Linked DNA regions of Mus musculus: region 1 is linked to region 2. Evidence: chromatin contacts called from public HiChIP or PLAC-seq data. All regions are on one chromosome and are shown on one strand. Each heading gives the region's core, a stretch centred on a gene start, on an enhancer-like site or on the middle of the called end of the contact. The rest is flanking DNA. Distances are from core to core; before and after follow the strand shown.

Region 1 (6,051 bases), core at 2,750-5,249, 290 kb after region 2:
TCACGTTTATTCATGTTCATATATATGTGCATTAGAATCTATAGACTTATCCTGATCTATAGGCACCTTTGTATTTATCTCTATACAGATATATAAATGAACAAATACAATGCAGACACAATTCATATGTGTTTATGTGTGTATATGTGCGTGTATGTGTGTGTGCATGCATGTATGTGTTTGTATGTATGTGTGTGTATAGTTTGTATGTATGTGTGTATATGTCTATATATTTGTGTATGTTTAATGTATCTGTGTGTATGTTTGTATGGATGTGTATGGATGTTTATGTATATGTATGAATGTATGTGTGCATGTGTGTGTGTTCTTCTATTGCGTGAGAGAGCCTACATATAGTGACACTTGAGTAACAACAAACCCATTTTTTTGATGGTCACATTTTGGGTTCTAAATTCCACTTGCCCATATAAGGAGCTTGGATTCTTTACAGGAATGGTCCATTCAAGGTCTTAGATGATGGGTATATAATTTATACAATTTATCCTAGAGAATATTATGACACTAAAAAGAAAGAAGGTGACAACGGAATAAAAAAATATATAGGCACCTGCTAAAGGGATTCATGGTAAAAGCAGGAATAATCAAGTGACCCAATATGTAATGATATTCCCCCCAAATAAAATATAAACAGCCAGAAAGGACACTGTCAATAGGACAAAATGGCAACCAACAGATTGGGAAAAGATCTTTACCAATCCAATCCTACATCTGATAGAGGGTTAAAATCCAATATATACAAAGAACTCAAGAAGTTAGACTCTAGAGAATCAAATAACCCTATTAAAAATGGGGTAAAGAGCTTTACAAAGAATTCTCAACTGAGGAATATTGAATGACCAAGAAGCACCTAAAGAAATGTTCAACATCCTTAGTCATCAGGGAAATGCAAATCAAAACGACCCTCAGATTCCACTTCACACCAGTCAGAATGGCTAAGATGAAAAACTCAGGTGACAGCAGATGCTGACGAAGATGTGGAGAAAGAGGAACACTCCTCCATTACTAGTGGGATGGCAAGCTTGTACAATCACTCTGGAAATCAGTCTGGCAGTCCCGCAGAAATCTGGACATAGAAATCCTGACGACCCAGCTATACCACTCCTGAACATATACCCAGAAGATGCTCCAACATGTAATAAGAACACATGCTCCACTATGTTCATAGCAACCACATTTGTAATAGCCAGAAGCTGTAAACAGCCCAGATGTCCCTCAACAGAGGAATGGACACAGAAAATGTGGTAGATACATTTACACAATGGAGTACTACTCAGCTATTAAAAACAATGACTTCATGAAATTCGTAGGCAAATGGATAGAACTTGAAACTATCATCCTGAGTGAGGTAACTCAGTCACAAAAAAACAAGTGGTATGCACTCACTGATAGGTGGATATTAGCCCAAAATTTCAGAATACCCAAACTACAACTCACAGACCATATGAAGCTCAAGAAGGAAGACCAAAGTATGGGTGCTTCAGTGCTTCTTAGAAGGGGGAACAAAATACTCACAGGAAGAAATATGGAGACAAAATGTGGAGCAGAGACTGAAGGAACGGCCATTCAGAGACTGCCCCACGTGGGGATCTATCCCATACATAGTCATCAAACCCACATACTGTTGAGGATGCTGTGAAGTGCTTGCTAACTGGAGTCTGATATAGCTGTCTCCTGAGAGTCTCTGCCAGAGCCTGACAAGTACAGAGGCGGATGCTCAGATGTTCGCACCCAACCATTGGACTGAGCAAACCATTGGACTGAGCACGGGGTCCCCAATGGAGGAGTTAGAGAAAGGACTGAAGGGACTGAAACAGTTTGCAACTCCATAGGAAGAACAAACAATATCAACAAACCAGACCTGCTCCGCATTGTTTCCAGGGACTAAACCATCAACCAAAGAGTACACATGGAGTGACCCGTGGCTCCAGCCACAAATGTAGCAGAGGATGGCCTTGTCAGGCATCAATGAGAGGAGAGGAACTTGGTCCTGTGAAGGCTTGATGCCCCAGTGTAGGGGAATGGGAGGGCAGGGAAGCAGGAGTGGGTGGGTGGGTGGGGGAGCACCGTAATAGAAGCAAGGGAAGGGGGAATAGAATAGGGGGTTTCCGGGGCATGGGGAAAACCAGGAAAGGGGGTAACATTTGAAATGTAAATAAAGAAAATATCCAATAAAAAATTATAAACAGCCAGGACTGAAGTCAGATAAACAAATGAATGGATAAGTTGGAAGAAATAGAAAATGCTTTCTCACAGAACTCTAATAAATGAAAAAGAGAAAACAAAAGTCATTAGAATACTCATTTCAGAAGTCAATTGACAAATATGAGAATCATTGGGCTTGTTGGCACAGCCTCACATTATCTTACTGACCATGCAATCAATATAATGTGTCGAAAACTCTTCAATATTTCTCCATCCAGAGGCAGAGTTTCACCATCCTTACCTTGAGTGTGATCTAGACTTGATACAAAGATAAAATTTGAAGATAGAAAATCCTTACCAAAAAAAAAAAAAATCTACCAGGCATTATGTAAACAAGTGGCTCAAATTTGGCATAAACACATGGAAATTCCTCACCCTGGACATCATGTCTCTGCGCCTCTGTGATGTTCTCCACCAGCCAGTGAGCTTAGTCCCAATGAGAGAATGCCCCATTAAAACATACAGGTAATAAAGTACAGTAAGAAGTTCTACTTGACCGTTTACATCTTTTCTGTAAGTCTAAGCTGTTTCAAAATAAAATGTTTGAAATGCAAATTATGTATACTTATAAGTCAATAAATGATGCTAAGATGGGAGAAGACAGTAGTGAAAGACTGACAGACGCAAAAAAACATGGACAGTTTTTCGAAATTACGCTAAGCACGGGGAGCCTGACAGGAAAGAGGGCATAGCGTATGTTTCTAGTTATACAAACTGCTAGATGGGCAAAACCAGGATTGAAACAATTTACTTGTGGTGTCCCCGAACAGGGAGAGACTAGAGCAAAGGGACAGGGGGAGGAGGGTGTCCTGGAATACTGGAATATTCCATGTCTGAATGGAGGTGAAGGCTACATGGGTGTTTACATTCATAGACTCTCATAAAGTCTCTGCTTTTAAGGTGAGTTTATCATATGTGAATTCCACCTCAAAAAAAAAAGCTTCTTTTCAAAGAGATTATGAAGTGAGAAATGAACTTAGAGAGGACTATTTATAAAACTTACAGGACACAAATAAAACAGCACTACCTTGATCAGGAAAGGGTGCCAGAACAGGCAATCATCTGTTAAGCTTTGAAAATAAGCAAATCACCCCAATTAACCCCAATGCTCTGAGCACCGAAAGTGGGAAATGTTCTAACTTTCCAGTCAAGCAAGGGTGGGGGAAGCCATTCCTACACCTCCGGCTACTTCTGGCCCCCGTGTAGATTTGAGATTAATTTGCAGTAGTAAAGCACTAATAAATGATCAGAACTCATGGCGCCCTTCAAGGGCTTGCTCTCAAATTCAAGCTACTTCTCCCCTCTGCTTGGAACCACTTGAAGACAAAGATGGCTGTGTTCCCCAAAGAAACAGGTAAGCTGATCCTGAAATGAGCCCGGGCAAGGTCATCTACAGGGTTCATTGAAGTGCAACCTACTATCACCCTCCCTGCACATCCAGCCCCAAACAAGGCTCTTGGAGGCTTCCAAGCCATTGACAGAGTAAATTAGATGAGAAGGGAAACACTGGAGAGGAGATGTGAAAATTAGTTTGACCATCCAACCTTTCCTTGCATCATGAGCAAGAACGACTAAGGGAGTAAAAAGGACATGAACCTGATGGGGCAACGGAATCTGAGCTAAGGTAGAAGACATATCCCTAATCTGGAAAATGCATGCCTATAAGCCTTCTGGATCTTAGTCTCCTAGTAAAAGAACTGATACTATTCATGCCACCAGGAGAGTTCTCCACAGGCCTGCATGAAGTGTGGCTTGTGGTTTCCCTGACTCAGTGATAGAATGTGAATGGGTGTGGTCTGCATACTCAGCTCTAATTGACAACTTCTTTGTTCCAGTATGCATCCCACTTTCCCACCAGAATCTGGGGCCTGTATTCCCCCACCCCTTCTGGACTCTCACAGCAAACTCTCCTGGAAATAATGTAACATCATTCAGGATCAGCCCCCAGGGTATCCATCAAGATTCTCCGGAGATGAGATTGACAAATATGTGGGTTTTTTTTTTTTTTAAAGTGCTTTCCTAGCAGGGAGATAGGATGTACACCTGTTGTCTTAGTCAGGGTTTCTATTCCTGCACAAACATCATGACCAAGAAGCAAGTTGGGGAGGAAGGGGTTTATTTGACTTACACTTCCATGCTACTGTTCATCACCAAAGGAAGTCAGGACTGGAACTCAAGAAGGTCAGAAAGCAGGAGCTGATGCAGAAGCCATGGAGGGATGTTCTTTACTGGCTTGCTTCTCCTGACTTGCTCAGCCTGCTCTCTTATAGAACCAAGACTACCAGCCCAGAGATGGTCCCACCCACAAGGGCCCTTTCCCCCTTGATCACTAATTGAGAAAATGCCTTACAGTTGGATCTCATGGAGGCATTTCCCCAACTGAAGTGCCTTTCTCTGTGATACTCCAGCTGTGTCAAGTTGACATGAAACTGGCCAGTACACCTGTAATCTCATCACTTGGAGTGGGCAGGAGGATTGAAAGCTTAAGGACAGCCTGGATTGTACAACAAATTGAAGGTTTATCTGAGTTATATAATAAGATCATGGTTCATTAAACCATAAATTGGAAATGAGACTTAGCAGTAGAGCATTTGTCTAGGATGTACAAGGGAATAGTTTCAATTCCCAGTGCCATTAAATACACGCACACACACACAAACAAACACACACACACACCACATATCTCACACAACACACATCCTACACATGTATAACACACCACACACATACACACCACAGACACACACACACCACCCTCATCCCACACATATACAACACACACACATACAGCACACTTTTTTCCCATTGAGAAGTCATTTGTTATTCTGATAGATTTTCCTTTATATGTAACTTGTGGTTTTTCTCTTTCAGTTTTTTTGGGGTGGAAAGCAGTGTCAGGAAAGAGTTTCTCTGTGTAATCCTGGCTGTCCTGGAACTCACTCTGTAGACCAGGCTGGCCTCAAACTCACAGAGATCCATCAACCTCTGCCTGCCTCCCGAGAGCTGGGATCAAAGGAGTGAGCCACCACCGCCCAGCTATCTTTCAATTTTCAATACCCATTCTTTGTTCTATGCCTTTATTGTTTTAACCACAATACACCAGGGGGAGTTTTCATTCTGCTCCTATTTGCTACTCTGTGTGCTTCCTCTATTGGGTATGTTTTCCTTAATTTGGGGAGGATTTCTTCTATTATTCAGTTGAAGATATGGTCCATATAATAGACCTGTTATTCCTTTCTTTGTTCTATGATCAAAATTAATTAATTTGATCTTCTCATGGTATCTCAAAGTTCTTACATGATCCTTTTGTATGTTTTAATATTCTGTGATTGAGTGGTACTCTTCCTCTACTCTGTCTTCAAGTCCTGGTATTCTATTCTATTTTCTATTCGTCCTAGTCTATTGGACCAGCAAGGCTTTCCTCGGGATTCAATTGGTTTACTGAGTTTTGCAATTTCATCCTCGTTTTAACTTGAACTGTCTTCATTAATTTTATCTCTCCTGAATTCAGTTTTTAAACTCTGAACTCTGTGTGTGTGTATGTGTATGTGTGTGTGTGTTTGCTTGTGTCTGTGTGTCAGTGTGTATACATGTGCCACATTATGTGTGTTGAGGTCAGAGAAAAACTTGGAATTTTTTGGTTTTGTTCTTCCACAAAGTGGGTCCTGGGGATGGAATTCAGGTTGTCAGAATGGGTGCTTTACCCAAGGACCCATATCGTCTGCTACAGTAAAGACTTTTAACAGCTCAATTGAAGTCAGTGTAGGCATGATGCCTCAACCACATGCTGAGTGTGGAATCCTAGTAGCAGGGGCATTCTCCTACAGA
Region 2 (6,010 bases), core at 1,091-3,590:
CTGTGTCACCAGACCTGATTCTGTCAGCATCTAAGCCTCACATATCTGTATTAGCAAAACTATTTGTCCTGTGTGACAAATGCCATCAAAAAGTGTCTGGCACACAATTGCCATCTCAGTGGTATAAAATGGAAGAAAATTGAACAAGTGAAGCAGTTTACAACCTTTTCAATCATTTATTTTAAAATGTACACTGTTGAATGCAAAGGAGATTAAAACTACAACAAAGGAGATTAACTTTCAGCCTTTGGCATGTTTTCTACATTTTACATTATGTGCACAAACAAAACAGTCATATCAGTATATGTATACATGTCCATTTCAGTGCTCTATTTGCAGTTCCATAGAGTACTAGTGCTATATATTCGCAGTTACTGACTAATCTTATGGTGGGTAACTGTGTTATCCTCTTGTTTACTATAACTGCAAAAAAATAGCTAATATAACTCCAGAGAAAAGGTCTAGTTTGACTAACAGTTTGATGGTCTTGATCCAGCGTTGGTAGACCCTGTGGGTCAGTGCTTTTGCAAAGCAGCACATATGTCAGGAAGCATGTGGCTCCTGGTGGTGAGAACAAGTGGCTCACCTCATTATAGCAAGAAGCAAAAGACAGAAGGAGGAGCAGATTCCCCAAATCCTCTTCAACAGAATACCTTCCAATGACCTACCTTCTTCCCACTAGAATCTATGGGTTCAAACAACTTCCTTGGCATAGGCCAAAGGCATTTAAAATCTAATGTAGCTCAGAGTTTCATACCTTGCATGTATTAAGTCACACACCTGTTATACTTCCCATCAATTTACAGGTGAGAAAATCATTTGGTTCTATAGATACTATGATATCAGTGGAAAGTGATGTTATCTTTGCAGTTTGAACAGCTTATCAGAAGAGGGGAAGAGGGAAGATGAGAAATAAAAAAAATGGAAGAGGAGGCAGAGAAAGGGGGAAAGGGAGAGAAAGATGGAAAAGGTGTGAGAGAGAAAGGGAAGGTGAGAGGGAAGAAAGAGGAGTAGAGGAAGAAGAGAGAGAGAGAGAGAGAGAGAGAGAGAGAGAGAGAGAGGGAGGGAGAGAGAGAGAGAGAGAGAGAGAGAGAGAAGAAAGGAAGAAGGGAGGGAAGAGGAAGGGGAGGGGAGGGAGAAGGGGAAGGAGATGGACTGGGAGAGGGAGAAGGAAGGGGAGGAGACAAGAGAATGGAGACCCCAGGGAGTTTAGAAGCCAGGTGTGGTGGGGGCATCCACGTGGAGACAGGGTGTGGTGGGAGGAGGTGTGGGATGTAGGTGTGGGAGGGTGGATGGGGGAACGGGAATAGAATATGGAGTGTAAAAAATAAATTATAAATAAATAGATAAATAAATAAGAAAGGAAGAAAAAAGAAGGGAAGGGGAGGGGAGGGGAAAGGGAGGAGAGGGGAAAGAGAGAAAGAGAGGGGGAGAACAAGAGGGAACATTCCTGGCCAGAACTTGTTACATTTATATCAGTATGAATCACTCAGAAGTTAGGAGACAGACACCGCCAGTCACAGGGGAAAGGGTTTGGCTGGGCGTGGTTCTACAGCACAGAGACGATTGGACATTTCACGTATGGTTGATTTTTTTCAGACTTCATGTTTTCTCTATGTGTTGCACTGGATTACAAAAAAACAAAAAAAAAAAAAAAAAAACAAAAAAAAAAACTGTAACTCATCAAACAAACCACAGAAAGCCACAGTAACTTATACAAAGATTTTAGATATGGTGAAGACTTCAGGGAAAGCAGGTGGTAAATAAAAGGTCCTGTCTCAGAAAAAGGGCAAGGTGTTGGCCCTTCCCAGAGCCTTTTATAAAAACAAACTCTGACTTTCTTTTACAGAACATGAAGGCCCAAAGACAACTGTCATATAAGCTAAATAACTCTTTAAATCTGAAGAGCTGGCAGCTGGCAGGTTAGAGGATAGGAAGGTAAAAACATTTACAGGAGGAGCCTGAGGACTCATTTCTTCAAAGAGTGGCAGAAGAAAACAACTGACTCCTAAAAGCTGGCCTCTAACTACCATGCACACCATGGTATGTAGAACCCCACAAACACACATAAAACACTAACAATCAATGAAGACTATAGCTTTGTATGCCAACTTGAGGAAAGAGTTATATTTAACCATTATACATAATACATAGAAGAGTATATGTCTGTATATTTGCTTATATATGCTTATGTAAAATAATTAATACAGTTAGTGGAGGTCCCCAAACAAGTCAGACAACTTTTACTGAGTCACTCAAGTTCCCAAGCACCTGATATTCAGGGTTATGATTTCCTCATTGCACACATGAGGAAATAGAAGCTAGTAGAATGCCCAAGGTTACACACTGCACGCAGAGTGTCATCTGAAGTGTGGTCTGACTAGTGCCCACAAACTCTCATAGCTCTTTATCCTACTAAAAGCCAACTTGCATTTGATAAAGTACCTTTGGCAGTGGGCCCAAAGGCAAACACAGTGAAGGTCAAGATGAGAGCAGAGAAGCAAGGCAGGTTATTGACTACAGGTTATGGGCTACTATGAGAGGCCCTTAGATAACTTTTTTTGGTCACAGTTCTACAGGTGACCTCAACCTGGCACAGGTTAGGTAAAGGTTACAGTAATGAAGAGGAAAACAAGGGGAACTGTTGGTACCCTGGTACCCTAAAAGAGCAAAGACACAGGAGTGAAGTTCAGAGTGGATGACATTGGAAGTTCTAGCTTGGGACACTGGAAGGAACATATCCAAGGGTGAGCGGGCATACAATGAGTGGGAGAAATTCAGAGGGTCGAAAAATCACAATAGGAAATCGACGTAGGAAATCACTGATACTGTCGGCCGGCATTGTCTTGCTTCCTTAGACTAAGGCTTGATTTATCTAAATCATTCTTTACTCTTCTGGCTTACTACATTATTTTTATTTTCATGGATTTCTGTATGATTTACTTTTTATGCATATGGTTTGTTTGCCTGTGTATATGTCTGTACACCACATGTATTCATGATGAGCACAGAAACTGGAAGAGATCACTGGATCCTCAGAAACCAGAGTTGCAGATGACTGTGGGCCACTGTATAGATGCTGGAAACTGAAACCCAGTCCTCTGCAAGAGCAAGTATTCATAACAACTGAAACATCTCTCCAGTCCAATAAAATTTGTTTTTTCTTCAATAAAATATTATTTGAATACCTGCAAGTAAGCATAAATTATATATACATAAACAAATAAAATAAACATTTGTTGATCCTTTTCAAGATACTTGATTTTGAATTTATTTTAGATCATATTATCTTATAAATTATATTTTGCAATTGTCTGTTGCTCCAGATTTGTATCTTCTGTGCCTCTTGCCTCCCTCGGGTTCCTGCTGAATGTATTTGTTAGTATTTCTAAGGCTGCACATCCCTTCTACTTTCTATATACTCTAAAATTTGTAAATAAAATTTTGTACCTTCTTTCCTAATCTCTGTGGCCTGATTTCTATCTTCAGTGCTTGGGCTATAGTTTCCAATACAACAGGGGTGCAAGTATTGAAAACAGACACCTTTTTCTGGTCCCTATGTTAAGAGAAAGCAATACATTACATGATCAAATATATTAATTAGAATCAAGTATTTCCATCTTTAAATGATAAGTGCTACTTTTATGAATCAGTGTGTGTGTGTGTGTGTGTGTGTGTGTGTGTGTGTGTGTGTGTATTGTACATGCGTTAGCTTCACAAAACAAGGTATAAAATCCATGTTGTTATTTTATGTAATGAGTGTTTTGATGCATGTGTGCATGTACACTACCATGTGCATGTCTTTTGCCATCCAAGGTCAGAAGATGAATGTGACAGATGTCCTAAAACTGAAGTTACAGACAGTTGTTATCTGTGGTGTGCTGGGAATCAAGCCCAGATCATCTGCAAAAACAACAAATGCCCTTAACTTCTGACTCAACTTTCCAGCCATTTCTTTGCTTCTGTGGAGGAATTTTTGTAGCATGGTGATACTTTCTCCCTAAATGTCTAATAGAATCAGACAATCTCTCACCAAATGGGCCTGGACATTCTTTATTTTAAAAATAGATTTTTTGAATATTTAATACATTCCATGAATAAGATCTATATGTTATGTTCTGTTATCATTTTAATATGCTGTTTTTTAGAAATTTGTCTAGTGTAAATTTTCAAATGGGCTAGAAAATTATTCTTTAATATATTTCCTTATCCTTCCTTATCTGGAAGATACACAATAAGAGCCCTGCATCCTTACTGAATATCAGTATTTATGTTTCTGTGTGCTGGTGTCTGTTTGTCTCTCTGCATTTCTTCTTTCCCTCCTTTAGAGCAGTCTTGTTACTGTTTTATCTGGCCTTTTTCATTTGCATTCTTTTCCCTCATGACTATACAGCAAGTACCTATTCCCACTCTGACCTGTACCCAAAATCCTCAGAGATCTTTAACTTTTGACTTTGTTGATTTTTTCTGTTGTTGTTATCTTTATCTTATTTATTTATTTATTTATTTATTTTCTCCTTTCTTTGGTTTAATTTTATCTAGATGCAAGCTATTGAAACATAAATGATTTGGTCATTTCTCTTGTAATGTTAAGCATTTGGTGTGATACATTTCACAATGAATCCTGTTTTACCCACAGCACATTATTTTTATGCCATGATTTTATCATTCCATTCAAAATTTATTTCTCACACCTTTTATTTTCTTTCTTTTATTTACATGTTATTTGAAATGTTCGTTTTCCAGTTTCTAAAATGGGGAACTTTTATACATAACTTATTTCCACTGACTTATAATCTAATTGAGTTGAACTTATGAATCACATTCAATGGCTCTGTCCACAGACCACACTCTGTAAGTTTTCATCTCTTTGAATCCAGTGAGACTTGTTGCATAGTCTGAGATATAATCTATCTTGACAATGCCCCCTGGGCTTTGTTGGGTGTGGTGCCCACACATGTCAGTTACTTCCACAGCTTGAGAATGCTTTTGGAGTCATCCACATCTTCAGGACTTTTGTTAATCGTGACTGTCACTTTCATGAGATTTCTAATCACCACGGAAATAAATCTCTTGGCGTGCATATGTGGGATTTTCTAGATTGTGCTGATTGAGGGGGAAAGGCCCTCCCTAAACTATTCAGTGGGCTGGGTCCTAAACTCAGTGTAAAAGACAAAGCCAGATAAGCATAAGCACTCCTCAGTCTGCTTCCCGAGTGTGTCTGGATTGTAACCAGACATCTGCTCCCACCACCACACTCTTCCTGCCATAATGGCTTGTTTCTCCGGGAACTGTAAGCTACAATAAACCCTTCTCACTCCACAGACAAGTAACTACTGCAACTCTCATCTGCTCTCGCCATATGAGATTGTTATATCTCATATAACAGCCATGAATGAGGAGTGTTCTGGACTCTTCAAATCTTCATATATCCATTGATTTCCATCTGCTGCAACAGTTATGAGGAGGGAATTTTTTAAATCCCTACTCAATCTTCCATTCCTTTATTGACTGCTTTCTCTTTGTTTCATCAGTCAGCAGAGAGGATGGAGCAGATTCTGTAGGTGTGGATTTGTGTCTTTCTCTTTTTATTTTTGTCCATTTGTGTTTAGTGTACTTAGGAATTCCACTTCTATGTATGAGTATAACTGAAGTTCTTTTATCTTCTTCATGAGTTAATATTTTGCCCTTTATAGTGAACTGATAAATCCTTGTTTTACTTCTCTCAGAATATTATAGCTACATTTGCTTTCTAAATCTAATATTTTCATTGTATAGATTTTGGATCATTTTTAACAATTTGCTTATTTTACAAAAATGAACTTCCATTTTTATTCATTGTGACAGACTCTGCTTTTGATTCAAACATCATTATTGGAAGGCCTGGGTGAAAGCTGAAATATGCCTGTTGTTAATACATTTTCTCCTCCTTTTCTTGTTTCTTTTTTAACCGGGGGTATTTAGTCAGCTGTGGTAGTGTAAATGAGAATGGGTACCATTGGCGCATACA

The links. HiChIP or PLAC-seq counts read pairs in DNA pulled down with a chosen protein or histone mark.
Region 1: a contact with region 2 is called in a FOXA1 HiChIP or PLAC-seq map of pancreatic cancer cells. The contact joins two enhancer-like sites. A contact is called at or near these places in 11 of 484 Hi-C or Micro-C datasets (the AML12 cell line, the C2C12 cell line, adipose-derived mesenchymal stem cells and 7 more) and 1 of 115 datasets of contacts at active chromatin or transcription factors (pancreatic cancer cells).

Annotation. Positions count from the first base shown.
Region 1 is chr15:54,783,397-54,789,447 of GRCm38.p6, forward strand. No RefSeq gene overlaps it. Among named protein-coding and RNA genes, the nearest start is that of Ccn3, 41 kb to the left of the region's middle. Within about 2 kb of position 4,000, at least 9 of the 459 cell types and tissues checked have an H3K27ac peak or open chromatin away from gene starts, as enhancers often do. A contact at or near this core is called in pancreatic cancer cells, where this site is marked.
Region 2 is chr15:54,494,386-54,500,395 of GRCm38.p6, forward strand. No RefSeq gene overlaps it. Among named protein-coding and RNA genes, the nearest start is that of Mal2, 74 kb to the right of the region's middle. Within about 2 kb of position 2,341, at least 29 of the 459 cell types and tissues checked have an H3K27ac peak or open chromatin away from gene starts, as enhancers often do. A contact at or near this core is called in pancreatic cancer cells, where this site is marked.